Linked DNA regions of Mus musculus: regions 1, 2, 3 and 5 are each linked to region 4. A link is a contact called in public Hi-C and promoter capture Hi-C data. All regions are on one chromosome and are shown on one strand. Each heading gives the region's core, a stretch centred on a gene start, on an enhancer-like site or on the middle of the called end of the contact. The rest is flanking DNA. Distances are from core to core; before and after follow the strand shown.

Region 1 (2,700 bases), core at 147-2,646, 1.0 Mb before region 4:
GAGTCCTGAATAGAGGCTAGCAGAAATTCCCAAGGAAGTGCTCGGGAGAGGTAGGTCCATCGGATGCTTAAGGGCAGTGGTCAATGGAGATAAGCCTGGCCATCTGTATCAGGAATCTGAAAGAGAAGGAAGAATTGGATTGCCAAATTTCGTAAGGCCAACTTCCACCAACACAATTCTTCAGGGGAGGCTCGGCATCCTGAAATGTTCTACAGCCTTCCCAAACAGGACCACCAGCTGTGGAGAAAGTGTTTAGATACAAGAGCCTCTGGGGTCATTTCACATTCAAATCACAACAGCTAGTATCATAAACAAGACAGAAAAATCACATAAATGAGGCTAAGAGGGGTCCTTTGATGGAACAGGACTGTGATAGTTTGAATATGCCCAGTCCAGGGAGTGGCACTATTAGGAGGTGTGGCCTTGTTGGAGGAGGTGTGGCTTTGTTGGAGGAGGTGTGGCCTTGTTGGAAGAATTGTGTCACTGTGGGGGTGGGCCTTGAGACCCTCCTCCTAGCTGCTGCCTGAGGACAGTCTGCTCCTGGATTCCTTTGCATGAGGACGTAGAACTCTCAGCTCCTCTAGGGTCATGCCTGCCTGGAAGCTGCCAGCAGTGCTTCCTGCCACGATAATGGAATGAACCTCTGAGCCTGTAAGTCAGCCCCAATTAAATGTCCTTTGTAAGAGTTGCCTTGGTCATGGTGTCTCTTTCTGCAATGCAAACCTTAACTAAGACAGGGACACAAGGGAAGGAGTCGAGGGCCAGGATTCCAACAGGTAGGACCAGCCTTGGCAGAAAGGAAGAAGTAGAGACAAAAAGGAAGAATAAAAAAGTCATTAAAATACCTAGGACTTTTGAAGCAAAACATGAAATATGATTTCCTGAGAGTAAAAAGAGGTAACTGCAGACAGGGAGGAGATTGACTCAGGCAGAGTGGATGACATGCTGGAACAATAAGGACAAAGGAACAGAACCTTGGAAGGAGGCCTTGGCGTTCCAGCGGAAAGCCCGGGAGCACAAATAGATATATGTCAAAATCTAACTGCACTTTTGAGGTTTCTCACTGATGCTTGACAGGTAAGAGAGAGAGAGAGAGAGAGAGAGAGAGAGAGAGAGAGAGAGAGAAACCCATCAAAAAATGTCACCAACCTTGAAGTAGGAGCTGGCTGGGTAGGAGCCGCAAGAAGCCAGAGAGCAAGACAGTAGTTCATGTGACCCAGGCCAAGATACTTGAACTGCCTTTTATTAAAATGGGAAATCTGAAAAAAACTCACTCCTTACAAGTGATTAAAGCTGTGGGGTGGGGGTTAAGGGAGAGTGAGTTCCAAGTGCTAGTCAAGTGTAGTGTCATTTCCCATCAGATTGCTCTTTTAGGAAAGTGGCACGTGAAGTCCAACTTGGGGAGGCTTCGTGAGAATGAGTTGTGGTACAGTCATTTGTTCGTGTGTCTCCAGCAGGCTTTCCTCTGAAGGGTTGGGCAGGACCGGTGAGGCCCTCAGCCCACAGGCACAAGCCACTTGCCTGCCTTGCCCAAGAGTTTCTCCCCCCAGCTTGAGATTCTTAGGGCATTTCGACATTCTTAAACCCCTGAATTATTCTTGGTAGCGGCACATTTAAGGGAGTTAAAAGATAAGCTTCCCACAGTCTTCCTGTTTTTCTTTTGTTTGCCCATTGGCGCTGTGTCGGTGCTTGAGTGGAGGCGCTGGCTGCTTGAGAATACCCTCTTGTGTTCTCCCAGAGGATGGCTCCTGAGCCCTTTCTGAGGCCCTTGACTGATTATTGTCATTTCTGCCTTTACCCGACACAGTGCGTTGACCCACTAACCAGCCTTCTCCCTCAGTCTACATACGCTCCAGATACACGCATGCGCACATGCTTGTAGGTCTAATCAACCTGGTTTCTGTCTCCCAAACAGTCCTACACAAAGGCTTAGCATGTCCAGTCCCACACTTTCATGGGTTTTCTTGTGTGGCTGGGAAACGCATGTATGTAAAAGCCATTTTTAAAAACAAAAAGCTGAGTGTCTTTCATTGATTTGAAGTGCACTCTGGTAAGGTAATAGATATTTTTAGAAACATTGCCCTAAAAACACTTTCCGCGCACCATGTTCATTTGGCCCTCACAATACTTCTGATCTGTACCAATGGACATCTGATAACAGGTAGGATGACCGAAGCTTAGAGCAACAACGGAGCATCCTATAGTCATAGTTACTCTCAGCTAAGATTTGCACCCAGACAGGCTGAGCTCAAAGGCATTCCTTCTCCATTCTGCTGTGCCTCTTTATCGTTCAGTGAGTCAAGTTTTCTAGAACCGAGACCATCAGCTTGACTGGCCCAAGTTCCCCTTCCTATCTGGCTGTGCGCCCATCCTTGTTTTGTAAAGTGTCTTCTTCCAGCACGACGGACGCTCTTTACAAAGAGGCTCAGGATTTGACCTTTGCTTAGTGCCTCTTTCAGCTTTGCCAGTGATCCCAGTCACAGAGCAGTTCAGTCCTACTAACCTTACATCTTCCACAAGGGGGCACTGTCTGACCATAAAGCTGTGGAGGTTTTGCCTGTAGGCTAAAATACAACCAGAGTCCCTCTAATGCTTTCATTCTGCTATAAGAAATGACCTTATTCAAGCTACGTGCCTCATTGTTATTTCACGGAGAGGAAACAAAAGTTTAAAAAAAAAGGAAACCATATAATGTTTGTG
Region 2 (2,700 bases), core at 116-2,615, 1.1 Mb before region 4:
ATGATGCTACATTTTACTTGTACCAAAAGCCACCACCGCTAGATTATTCTAAACAGTTCTAAGATACTCAAACCTGAGGGGCTTTGTCAGAATCCAGACAGTTCAAATTTGTAGCATGCATATTGTAAGAACATATAAAATAGCAATTTTACCATCTATTTATCAAAAGCTCAACATGTGTAATTTTAAATACAAATTGCGAGTTTTGAAAACAAATGGAGAAGTGTTTCCCTTCGTGGACTATGAGGGGAAACTTATCAAATCTAACAAACTTTCTAAAGCACAGCCTTTCCGGATGAATTCATAAGTATGTCCATTTTCATCTGGAACTTTTGACTTAGCAGATCATATTTTCCTCTAGAGAAACATATATCTTGGTTGTTTTTTAAATCCATATTCAAATTCTATTGGGCTTGTTTTCCCAGGAAACAAGCCCAAATTCTCAAACCATGAGGATACCCAGTGCTGAGTGTATGACTTTGTCATTTAAATTTCCAATATTACTCTGCCGTATGAAGAATTCAAATCATTTCCCAGGTTTAATAAAGTTTAAATTTAAAAAAAAAGGATGCCATTGAACCCAACTGTTGATCATTAAACCAATTTGAATGTGCATTTGAAAGACCAAAGAAGTAGCTATATTAGATCATGATTTGTAATATGCACACAGCAGCAGTGGTGAACCGCACCGATGAGTGTCCAGCCTCCGACTGGAATGGGCCTACTTAGCTTTCTGCAAAAAAACAATAGCAGGGACTGTTCCCCTGCTCATTGCAAAAGGCTTCTCATGGTGAATGCATATGTGGAAAGAAGACCGCAGTTATGGAGTAAAACAATATGTACACAGTAAGTGTCCAGCACAGCTATCTGGTCCTAGGGGCCTAGGGACATGTCTTAACCACCCACAGAGAATTAGATATTCTTAGCTTAAAAACTGAAATGTACACACACAAACAGTCACGCACACAGCTTCTAGGTGCACTTTATCTGCATAATCAGCCAGCCCTTGGAAGTTTCTCTGCTCAACTTTCCCAGCCCTCCTCTGTTCTTGCCTGCCTGCAGTTTCTGGCCCTCACTTTGATTAACTTTTGTTCCTGCTGAACAAAGGGACAGGAAAGAAGACAGCCATACCTCCTAGCACGGGACACTGGCAGGTGCAGGCAACAGAAGGCAAATGCTTGATCCCTTGGAACACTTCAGCTGGGACCCAGGACCACGCTCAGAGGCAGCCCTGCAGCGCCTGCCTGTCCTGCCGGTGGCTGCTGGCACGTCCCTGTGAGCTTGTCATGCAGCGCTGCGCCTGAGTCCCTCCTGTGGACTCACCGTGTGGTATCAGGCGAATGAGTAACTTTCTTCCCTTTTCCAGACTTCTGTTTTAGATCTAACAATTGGCACCGGGTCCCTGACTTCCTCTGTAGACTTACAGCAGTTTCTCGGAGGCCAATTTGTAGTGTAAAAGAATTGGATTTGCTACCAACCAGTAATTTAGGTTCCGTTAATGAATAACCCACTTTAAAGAATCAAGGAAGTTTTAGGTTAATATCAGATTTTGGGGCATTTAGGCAGGCATGTGTGAAAGAGGTGGGGGTCATGGAATGAGACGGTATTTAAGTCAAACGTGATAGAAGAAAAATACCATGTAGCAAGTGCCCGAAGGAGCAGCTTTCTAACTACTCTATCAGTATTGCTAGTGAGACACTGAAAGACTGTCTGGAACATCCCAAGAAACCCTAGGAATGTTTTTTAATCCAGCAGGGTTTCTTCTTGAGTCCATTGAAATTGCTCATTTTCTTTACCTTCCAAATATGGAACTGTCTCTCAGATCTAATGGATAGGGGATTTCTTACAACCCACCCCATGTTTCCACAGATCTCTGACTTTTAAGGAGAACGCAATACCTCTAATGCATAAATTAATTGGTGGTACCCAGTGGACCGATACATCAGGAGGCTCTTTTCTCCCCTAACAGGTATGAAATAGGCTTGCTTCCTTTATTGATCAGAGGTTTTTGCTTGCATAGAATACTCCTGAGACTTTCTAGGGCTTTTAGCCAAATTGGGTGAGCGCATTGGGGTAAAGCAGAGGGAGAAAACAAGGTATAAGGTACACAACCAAATATATTGTATGTCTTTGTCACTGGCAATTATTACAAAAGCCATATTCAGATAGTGTGGATTATTTTTTCCTGTTTGCCACCAAGCATCCCATTATTCTAGTCAAAATTGCCCTCAATCTCCCCTTGGGAATCCACATTCTTTGGATAGAGTTGATGCGTACACACAAGATGAGCCCTAATTGCTCCTAGCTAACCAGAGAATCATAGTGAGTGATTTAGGGAAGACATATGGACCCTTCCAAATCAATCAAACAACAAAGGTAAATGTTTGATCTCAGTGGGAATAATCTTTGTTGCCTATTTTGACGCCTGAAGATATCAAGTCATATTGCTCTTGCCGTATTGCCACTAAAAAACCCCAGTGAGTTCATTTGAGTCCTTAAGCCAGCTTCTCCTAAAGATACATCTTCCATGTGTGCCAACACGTTTCATAATGGGAGTGATTTTGGCTTGGCTTTTCTGCTGCTTCCGGGGTGTGTGTGTGTGTGTGTGTGTGTGTGTGTGTGTGTGTCTGTGTCTGTGTGTGTGTCTGTGTGTGTGTATAGGGGATAATCTGCCCAACAGAACTGTCCTGATCTAGGTGT
Region 3 (2,700 bases), core at 22-2,521, 1.2 Mb before region 4:
TTCTTAATGTGGACTCTAGAAACTGAACTCGAGCCCACAGCCTTAGGAGAAAAGCACCTTACAAAGCTGTGGCTCCACACTGCCCTTTAAACAATATCGTATTGTCTCATATTGCCATCGCTTTCTGATGGCTTTAACGGTTTCAAACATACCCTGTCTTTAGCCGTGATCTCAAATAAGTGAAGCTCTTGAGCAGGGGCCTGATGCCTTTTGACTTTGTGTTGATTCATGCTTATGATGCCCTGTTCCCTCCGTGTCTAGCTATGTTTAACTGTGGATTCATTTTTATTGTGGTGGATGGTACATGCATGTGCATTCCAGATGCGTGAGGGCACTCAGGCCAGGAAAGCCACTCATGAGTCTCTGTCAGGAGCAGAGGAATTTACCTATGGAAATCCAAGAGGCAGCCTTCTGAGAGGCCTGGCCTGAGGGTAGTAGCCCTGCCATCATGATCAGGATGTGACTGGTAACCCTCCCCCTCCATCTCCTTTGTATATTGGAGACTTGTATCAGCTCAGGGGTATCCTCTGGGAGTGGTTCCCTCTAGATCTGTGTAGTTTTTTAGATCTTGCTTTATTTGGAGTTTATTCAAATGTTTTAATTTTTTATCACTATTATTATGACTTATCAACACCTATCTAGGTACTTTGCACTGGGGGAGGGGGCAGGTTTTACACACACACACACACACACACACACACACACACACACACAGTCACTAATGTAAATTTAAAACAGGACCTTGATAGGATATGTCAAGAATACCCAAGCACCTAAAGCCACTATATTCCCGCCCTCACTTTCCTGTTTTACTGGGTTTTGACCCAGCCATACTGTGTTTTTTAGTTGCTCCACCAGAGGAGTCAAGACTAGTTAGTCAAGATTGACTTCTAGAGTCATAAAAATTCTTAATGGGTTATTTTGGAGTCACGGAATCATTTTCTATAGCTTGGTCTTGAGAAAGTATCCAAAGGAAAAGTGAAAAAAAAAAGTTTTCCATAACTTCAGGGGTTGTGGAGTAATGAAAGCTCACACCAAATGCCAAAATGATAATTCGCCCTGTACCTCTGTGCTCCTCACCCCCCAAAGCGCTAGCACTTCAGGTTACAGCAACTAATCCTCAGGGGCACCAGAAAAGTCCAGCTTCCCTCCCCTTCTCCCCCTGACTCGCCTCTAATTAATCTGCCTGCAGTGTGGACCTCGGTGGTTTAACATTGTGCAACCTCTTCAGCTCCCTTGCCCTCCCACCCAACCCCCTCCCCCAAATCCAGGGGAACTCCCTCGCGCTGTGCCACCGACATTAGTCATTCATCCCGCTCATGCTTTGGAGCGTTTATTAAGGGCTTCACTCCTGCCTCACACTATCTCTCCCGGGCTCAAACTCGGATCACTGTAGAGTCTCGCTTCTTCCCCTGCGGCTGCGAAGCAAATTTCGCCTCTCCAGCAATGCACCTCCCTGCGATCCTGCTTTGTGCTCTCTGGTCTGCAGTAGTGGCTGAGACCTCGGATGACTACGAGCTCATGTATGTGAATTTGGACAACGAAATAGACAATGGACTTCATCCCACCGAGGACCGTAAGTTCATTTTTAACTCTCTCAGCGTATCAAAACTACATAACTCACTTTTTGGGGGGCGCGATTAACATAATTAACATAGATAGCCAATGAAGCAAGCTAAAATTATACTTTATTTGTGAAAGCAAGGACTGGGGGAAAAAAGGAAAGCAAGAAAGCAAGGACTATCTGAGAAAAGCCAGAGGTTTTAAATTATTTTTGTAACATTTATGATGAGTTAAGTTATACGAAATCTTTAACTGTTTTTAGCTATATTAATGGCATTTTCTCAGTTAGTTTAACATGTCCTATAAAGAATAGTCCTGTGTCATCTTTGAGTTTACACGCACGCTGTTTTCAGAGCTATCCTTAGAAGGAGAGCGGTTGCTGGGGACAGGCTGAAACTTGGAGTCACCAAGAGTGCAACCCATGGCCACCCAGGACAAGCTGATAACACTTGTGTGTGTCCTGCGTTCTAGCCACGCCATGCGACTGCCGCCAGGAGCACTCGGAGTGGGACAAGCTGTTCATCATGCTGGAGAACTCGCAGATGCGGGAGGGCATGCTGTTGCAGGCCACCGACGACGTCCTCCGTGGAGAGCTGCAGCGGCTGCGGGCAGAGCTGGGGCGGCTGGCGGGCGGCATGGCGAGGCCGTGCGCAGCCGGTGGCCCCGCAGACGCCAGGCTGGTGCGGGCGCTGGAGCCGCTGCTGCAGGAGAGCCGTGACGCGAGCCTCAGGCTGGCGCGCCTGGAGGACGCGGAGGCGCGGCGACCCGAGGCGACAGTGCCTGGCCTAGGCGCTGTGCTGGAGGAACTGCGGCGGACGCGCGCCGACCTGAGCGCCGTGCAGAGCTGGGTCGCCCGCCACTGGCTGCCCGCAGGTAAGCCCACGGTCGGCTCTGTCCCTAGAGGCAAGCTTTTGTGGGGACCCTCACACTCAGAGCCCCAGTACTTTTCATAGGCACACTCACAGAGCTCACACCACGCCAGGCAGGCTCATTGCCTTTTAAAAGTATTTCCAAGCCCGAGGAACCCAAAAGAAAAAAACGAGGATTTAAACCATCAGTCTGGAAGTTGACGTCAGAGGTTCCTGATACCGGATCCGACCAGATATTGAAGGAGTCCATTGGCAGGTGTTTAACAGT
Region 4 (2,700 bases), core at 191-2,690:
ATGGAACTCTTTCTCACAAGTTTCCTTATTTTGCCTCAATGCAAAAGTGCTTTAATATGACTGTTTGTCATGCTACTGCCTGTGTTCATTTTATAGTCTCTTTAACATTTGCCTTGTGCCAAACAGAAACTAATTTCGGGTGTTGTACAGACAGTTTTGCCATGGAGTTATTTTGCAAGTCCTCTGACCCATGCATGCTCTCTGAGCAGCGTGTTGAGGCCAGAGGAAGATTAAAATAGCCTATTTATTTCCTGGAAGGGCCGTGTCATTTTAGATTGTAAAGTTGGCCCTGCCTCAAGCCAGTCCTCTGGGGAGCAGGAGGACCAGAGAAACCTGGTGATTTGGGGGTGGGGGTGGGGGTGCGTTTCAAAGGATTACATTTCCAGCTCCCAAAAATAACCCTGAGTACTTCTGCCACTTCCAAATCAAGTCCTGGTCACTTCTTCCCAGTGGCAGCATGCCATATGTCTCCCACAGGGCCCCAAGGAGCCATGAACACCCCTCCACCTCCCCAAGGGAACTCGCTGGAGAGTGTGGGGTCAGGTGAATTGAGGGGGTGTGTGCAAGTTGCTTCTTCTTCCTTCCGTGTCATTTCCCTCCTCTTTCTCCTTCTCTCCTGCCTCCAGTTCTTGGAAGGCCTATATAATACTTTTCAAACCCTAACAATTGAATAAAACTTTCATGTTGCCGACTTCCCACCAATCTTACCGATACTATTTCTTGAAGATCAGTTAAAATGTTTGGGCTATCGTTGAGGTACTGGACTGCTTTAAGGTGAAAACCATCTTCCTTACTACAAATAGAAGGTTCCTTTATACTGTAATGGAAATAATTGAAATAGAATTTTAGCTAGATATGGCTGCTTGCTACAAATTTTGTGCCCAAATTCTGCTTGTTAAGAACGTTGGGAAGGTGATAAAGATTTGATCTAATCCTTGAAATGGAGCAATTTTCATTTTGCTTTTTTTTTCTTTTTCTCTTTCTTTCTTTTGTGTATTTGATCCTATGTCTAGATGTTATTTGTGTATTGGGAGACACTGCTTTGAGTTTTAGAATTACAGAAAACTGTATTTGTTTTGTTTTTGAAATCTCATAGGCTGCATCTTGTTTCCTTCAAGAAGTGAATACAAACACTTGTCTATTGTTCTCAAAACCTTTTTTCATTATTTGACCAGCTACCAGAGAATTGTCGGGATTAAGGGCGATTTGGCCAAGGTGATTCAGAACTTGTCTAATGTTTTGGTTCCTGAGGCTCCTGAGAGACCAAGTTGTCTCTCAGGAGCCTCGCGGATGGGGCCTCCAGACAAACTTCACGCCGCCAGTGTGTTTACAGAGGTTGCCATAGCAGCCGAGCGATGTCCTTCCCCCTTCTCCGCCTCACCTTAGTGACGTCATAAGGTCATGACCAATAGGAAAACGGCCTGCGTCAAGCCCCGCCCTAGTCGCGGGCGCGGCGATTGCCGCCGGCAGACGCGCGAAGCAAGCGGGAAGCAGGCTGGTGGCGGCGCAGAGAGCTGCGCCCATTTCCATCCGCGCCCGCCGCCCGCCGCAGGATCACGATGTTCCGGATGCTGAGCAGCAGCTTTGAGGATGACCCCTTCTTCGCGTGAGTGTCCCAGCCGCGCTCGCCGGAAAAGGCGAGGGGACTGCGCCCCGCAAATTGTCGTGGGGGGGGGGGGGACACGCCCGGCGGGAGGCGCGAAGAAATGGGTTTGAGGAGAAACGGAGTGAGGAAAAGTGGTCGTGAGGAGAAGTGTGTGAGAAGTGGGGGTGAGGAGAAATGAGGGAAAGAAGAGGCTATAAGGTGTAATAGGGATGAGGAGAAATGTGAGAAGTGGCTGAGGAGAAATGCGGGTGAGGAGAATGGGGGACGTAAGAAGTGGGCACAGGAGCTGAAGGACTGGAGTCATTAGGATATAGGGTGTGAGGAGAGGATTTGAGGATATTTGGCATGGAGAGATGGAGGACATGACACGAGAGAGGGTGAGCTGAGCAGGATGGGGGTGAGGAGGATTTAGAAGCCTGAGGTGAGGAGAGGGTTTGCTGGTGGGAGCCGAGGACTAGGATCCTGAGCTATGGTTCAAGGTGCAGGCTGCTGACTATTTGGGGCGACTTGGTGTGTGGGTGGCCTCGAATCTGAAACCCTCCTGTGCAGCAGCAGGGCTTATAACTGGTGATCATAACTGCCATATTAGTGGAACTTCTGATCAGAAAAAGTCCCTTGAACTTCACATAGGGGTGGAAGTGCTTTCTAGGGTGACAGTTCCTTGACTTGAGAAACTGTGGAGGGGGGTGTGTTTTTTATTTTGTTTTGCTTGAGAGAGGACTCCGATGTAAACCTTACTGGCCTGGAACTCGGTGTAGATCAGGCTGACCTCACAGAAGTCCACCTGTTGCAGCCGCTGCCACTGCCGCCATCATCTCCTCCTCCTCCCCCTCCTCCTCCCCCTCCTCCTCCCCCTCCTCCTCCCCCTCCTCCTCCTCCTCCTCCTCCTCCTCCTCCTCCTCCTCCTCCTCCTCCTCCTCCTTCTTTCTGGAATTAGAGGTTGTGTGCTAAGTTATTTAAAACAAGTTTTCATATAGTGAAGGCTGTCACCTTGACAGCACTACTAAGTAGGAGAGTTGAGCTGGCTGCTTCGAAGTGGTTGGACGTTGCCATGGGACACTGTTTGTTTTCTTTACCTGCCTCCAGCAGAACTG
Region 5 (2,700 bases), core at 18-2,517, 1.2 Mb after region 4:
GGTGGAATAAAAGTATTTAGATTTGGATCTGGGCTCTGAGAAGAAAATATTTGCCTGATAGAAAGAGGGGTACCATAAAGCCCACTGAGCCGTGTTTATATCACAAGTCCAACACAAATTGAATTTAAAAAACATTTATGGAGGTAAACAGCTAAAGGTGAGCCTGTGAGCAGAGGTTGAGATGCCGGAACAAGGTTCTATTGAACGGCATTTCCCTTCAGAACTGTTCTCAGCCATGCTGCTGTTGCTCAGGAATGTGTACGGAGGATTTGATTGACGAGTGCATTTGCAATTTTCCGTGTGAACATTTCAGAAGGTAAGGCCCGTTGCTAAGTGGAAGCTTGGCCTTTGAGTTCTTCTGTGGCTGGTTGTCCCTGCACGCTGTTGTTTTGAAGCAATCACTTTTTTTTTTAGTTGTTTATGGGAGTATTAATGTAATGTGTATGAGTATGCCCGAGCGTGTGCCTGTGAACTTCTGTTTGTCTGCTTCTTTGAGCCAAACATCCTCCAGCTGTGGCCCTTCCCCCGGCTGCATGCAAAACCCATAAACAAACCCAGAAGCCATGGGAAAAGAGTAAAAAGAGCAGTAGGAAAGCAAGCGTGCTTCTGTGGAAAAGGCCGCCACTGGCTGAATCCTAAAAGGAAACTTGATGGATCCCTTTCTTCTCTTGCCGATATTACAGGACAAAGCCATGCTCGGGGGCAGGGAAGGCTTTCTCTGGGTTGGAAGCAGCCTTAGTCTTGGGCTTAGTGCCCCTTTCAGACTCTGAAACTTTTACATCTCAAAAACAATTTGGAAAAAAGAAATGAAGTGCGTCTCGTTGGTCACGGGGGAAAAAGAAAAATGGCAAACATGTGTCTTACGGGTCACCTTAAATGATAGTTTTCATTCGGGGCACCCGACTCAGCTCACAGTGAGCTCTCTCGGGCTGCAAGTTTTTGTGTCTATTTTTATCCCCCAGTCTACTGGCTTCAGAGTGCCTCACCAAACTCCAGTTCACACTGGGCCCTGAACTGGGGTGGGGTCAGCTGGCTGAAGCTTACTATCCCCCCCCCCCCCGCCCTTTCCCTTTTTGGGAGCAGGAAAGGTGCTGCGGACAAGAATCTGGGCCAGATCATTTAGGGAAGGTGATAGCAGATGGTAGGCAGGCTGGACTCTCGCAACAAGCCAATTGTCATGAACAGAGTGCGCCTTACAGCAGGCAGCTGCCCAGTGCCCGGGAGAAAGAAGCCAGGCAGTCCGGGTGGGGCAGTGTCTGAGGCAGAAGGGGGCAAGGACACTGCAGCCAGGCACAGGCTCTCTATGCCAGCATGAGTGGTAACCAAGGGACTGGGCAGTTGGCACTTCAGCCTGTCAGGATTCATGGGAGGTTATTTCTTAAGTGAAATTCTAAAGAGTTGAAGGATGAATTTGGACCGTGATGGAATGGACCATGACATCATCAGTCGAGAATCCCCATTGGATTTGGAGGGGAATTATAAAAAGGTAAGGGGGGGCGCGCTTTTGTTTATAAACAATTGGACCATTTTTCTAAGAGGGAGGAAGGTTGCCCTTGAGGAAGGATGCCAAATTCCACACACAGTGGTCATTGCCGTTAGACACTGAAGAGAAACTAAATGCACAGAATTTACCACAGTAAGCTTGGAGACCCCAGTTCAGGAGACCCCGATTCTTCCCAGCTTATACTCATTGATACAAGAACAGCAAAACCATCCATGTTAGTGTTCTAAAGTTGAGACAATTCCTATTATGTACTTCATTGCATAGCAGCATTTTATGCAAAGGGATTTCTTTTTAATTATTGACATATTTTAGCTGTTCAGTAGAAACAATTACTGGACAGAGCTAACAGATCTAAGTTTGTTTTTAACAGTGAAAACAAATAAGAAAAAGTTTTACAGAGAAGTTTGGGGAGTCTTAAAAACTTGATACGATATCTGTTAGTACGCTGCTGGCCTTTTCTTTTGAACATCAGTAAATATATTTTGGGAATGTTTTATGTGGTAATTGTCTGGTAATAACAGGCCCAAGTAAAAATAGCTTTAGTTATATGGGTGAGGTCCTGAAATCAAGCTACAAGTATATGCTTGTCTGCCCACAGAGGCCTAAACACACACAGCCCTCCGTCCTTTATGATGTGACAGAAGTCAACTGTAGGTCTCCATTCAGTCAAAGGTGCCATTAGTGCCTTTGACCAGAGTGAGACAGAGGAAGACGTTTCTAGCATGTTCATTCCTCAGATTTGGTCAGCGTTGACGTCTGCATCTTAAACTCTGCACGGGAATACGGAGGCTCCTTAAGGTGCTTACTGTAGATCTTATTATCTCATAATGATTTGTATTCTTCCAGGGGGGTAAAACTTAAATGTGCTGGGCCGTGTTGCCCTGTGTATTTTTCATCCCCGGTGTTCTCCAACCAGGGACTAAGAGCTCAGGGTGGTGACTTTGTGTCCTGAAACCCCAGCTGTCTGCCCTTCCCCCACTGGGTGAAGCTGGTACACAAAAGACCCTTGGGACACTCTGCCATCAGTCAGATTACTTATGCAACCCTGCAGAGCAAGGGTGTCCTTCTCTAGTGTCCTGTGGTCTTCAGTGCCAGAGAACTGCTCACAGTTTTCTTTGTCAACTCTTTTTTTTTTTTCAAATTAAAAAAAAAAAAAAAAAAAAAACACCAAAGAGTCCAGATCAGTTCACACTAAG

The links. Promoter capture Hi-C pulls out the DNA fragments that hold promoters and counts their contacts. Hi-C and Micro-C count contacts between places; a contact is called where the count stands out from the background.
Region 1: a promoter capture Hi-C map of second pharyngeal arch cranial neural crest shows a contact between it and region 4, with 11 times the contacts expected there. The contact joins the enhancer-like site here to the promoter of Mlf1 in region 4. A contact is called at or near these places in 14 of 39 promoter capture datasets (the 3T3-L1 cell line, 3T3-L1-derived adipocytes, the HPC-7 cell line and 8 more), 1 of 15 datasets of contacts at CTCF or cohesin (the NIH/3T3 cell line), 3 of 115 datasets of contacts at active chromatin or transcription factors (cardiomyocytes, embryonic forebrain and stem cell-derived neural progenitor cells) and 1 of 9 other capture datasets (pancreatic islet).
Region 2: a promoter capture Hi-C map of embryonic stem cells shows a contact between it and region 4, with 5 times the contacts expected there. The contact joins the promoter of Veph1 here to the promoter of Mlf1 in region 4. A contact is called at or near these places in 12 of 39 promoter capture datasets (the 3T3-L1 cell line, 3T3-L1-derived adipocytes, the C10 cell line and 6 more), 3 of 115 datasets of contacts at active chromatin or transcription factors (cardiomyocytes and embryonic stem cells) and 3 of 9 other capture datasets (adipose tissue, embryonic stem cells and liver).
Region 3: a promoter capture Hi-C map of hippocampal neurons shows a contact between it and region 4, with 10 times the contacts expected there. The contact joins the promoter of Ptx3 here to the promoter of Mlf1 in region 4. A contact is called at or near these places in 10 of 39 promoter capture datasets (3T3-L1-derived adipocytes, cranial neural crest, embryonic stem cells and 4 more).
Region 5: a Hi-C map of cardiomyocytes shows a contact between it and region 4, with 2.2 times the contacts expected there. The contact joins the enhancer-like site here to the promoter of Mlf1 in region 4. A contact is called at or near these places in 1 of 39 promoter capture datasets (3T3-L1-derived adipocytes), 1 of 484 Hi-C or Micro-C datasets (cardiomyocytes) and 1 of 115 datasets of contacts at active chromatin or transcription factors (heart atrium).

The regions. Positions count from the first base shown.
Region 1 is chr3:66,329,540-66,332,239 of GRCm38.p6, forward strand. No RefSeq gene overlaps it. Among named protein-coding and RNA genes, the nearest start is that of Veph1, 34 kb to the left of the region's middle. Within about 2 kb of position 1,397, at least 4 of the 459 cell types and tissues checked have an H3K27ac peak or open chromatin away from gene starts, as enhancers often do.
Region 2 is chr3:66,295,472-66,298,171 of GRCm38.p6, forward strand. Veph1 (ventricular zone expressed PH domain-containing 1) reads right to left here and starts at 1,366. Exons shown (of 14, transcript NM_145820.3): 1 at 1,132-1,366.
Region 3 is chr3:66,218,616-66,221,315 of GRCm38.p6, forward strand. Ptx3 (pentraxin related gene) reads left to right here and starts at 1,272. Exons shown (of 3, transcript NM_008987.3): 1 at 1,272-1,576; 2 at 2,035-2,436. The coding sequence starts at 1,447. The region is part of intron 4 of Veph1 (ventricular zone expressed PH domain-containing 1); the gene reads right to left.
Region 4 is chr3:67,372,657-67,375,356 of GRCm38.p6, forward strand. It overlaps Mlf1 (myeloid leukemia factor 1), which reads left to right and starts at 1,441. Exons shown (of 7, transcript NM_010801.3): 1 at 1,441-1,606. The coding sequence starts at 1,560.
Region 5 is chr3:68,582,939-68,585,638 of GRCm38.p6, forward strand. All of the region lies in intron 5 of Iqschfp (Iqcj and Schip1 fusion protein), which reads left to right. All of the region lies in intron 2 of Schip1 (schwannomin interacting protein 1), which reads left to right. Among named protein-coding and RNA genes, the nearest start is that of Gm22073, 37 kb to the left of the region's middle. Within about 2 kb of position 1,268, at least 78 of the 459 cell types and tissues checked have an H3K27ac peak or open chromatin away from gene starts, as enhancers often do. A contact at or near this core is called in cardiomyocytes and heart atrium, where this site is marked.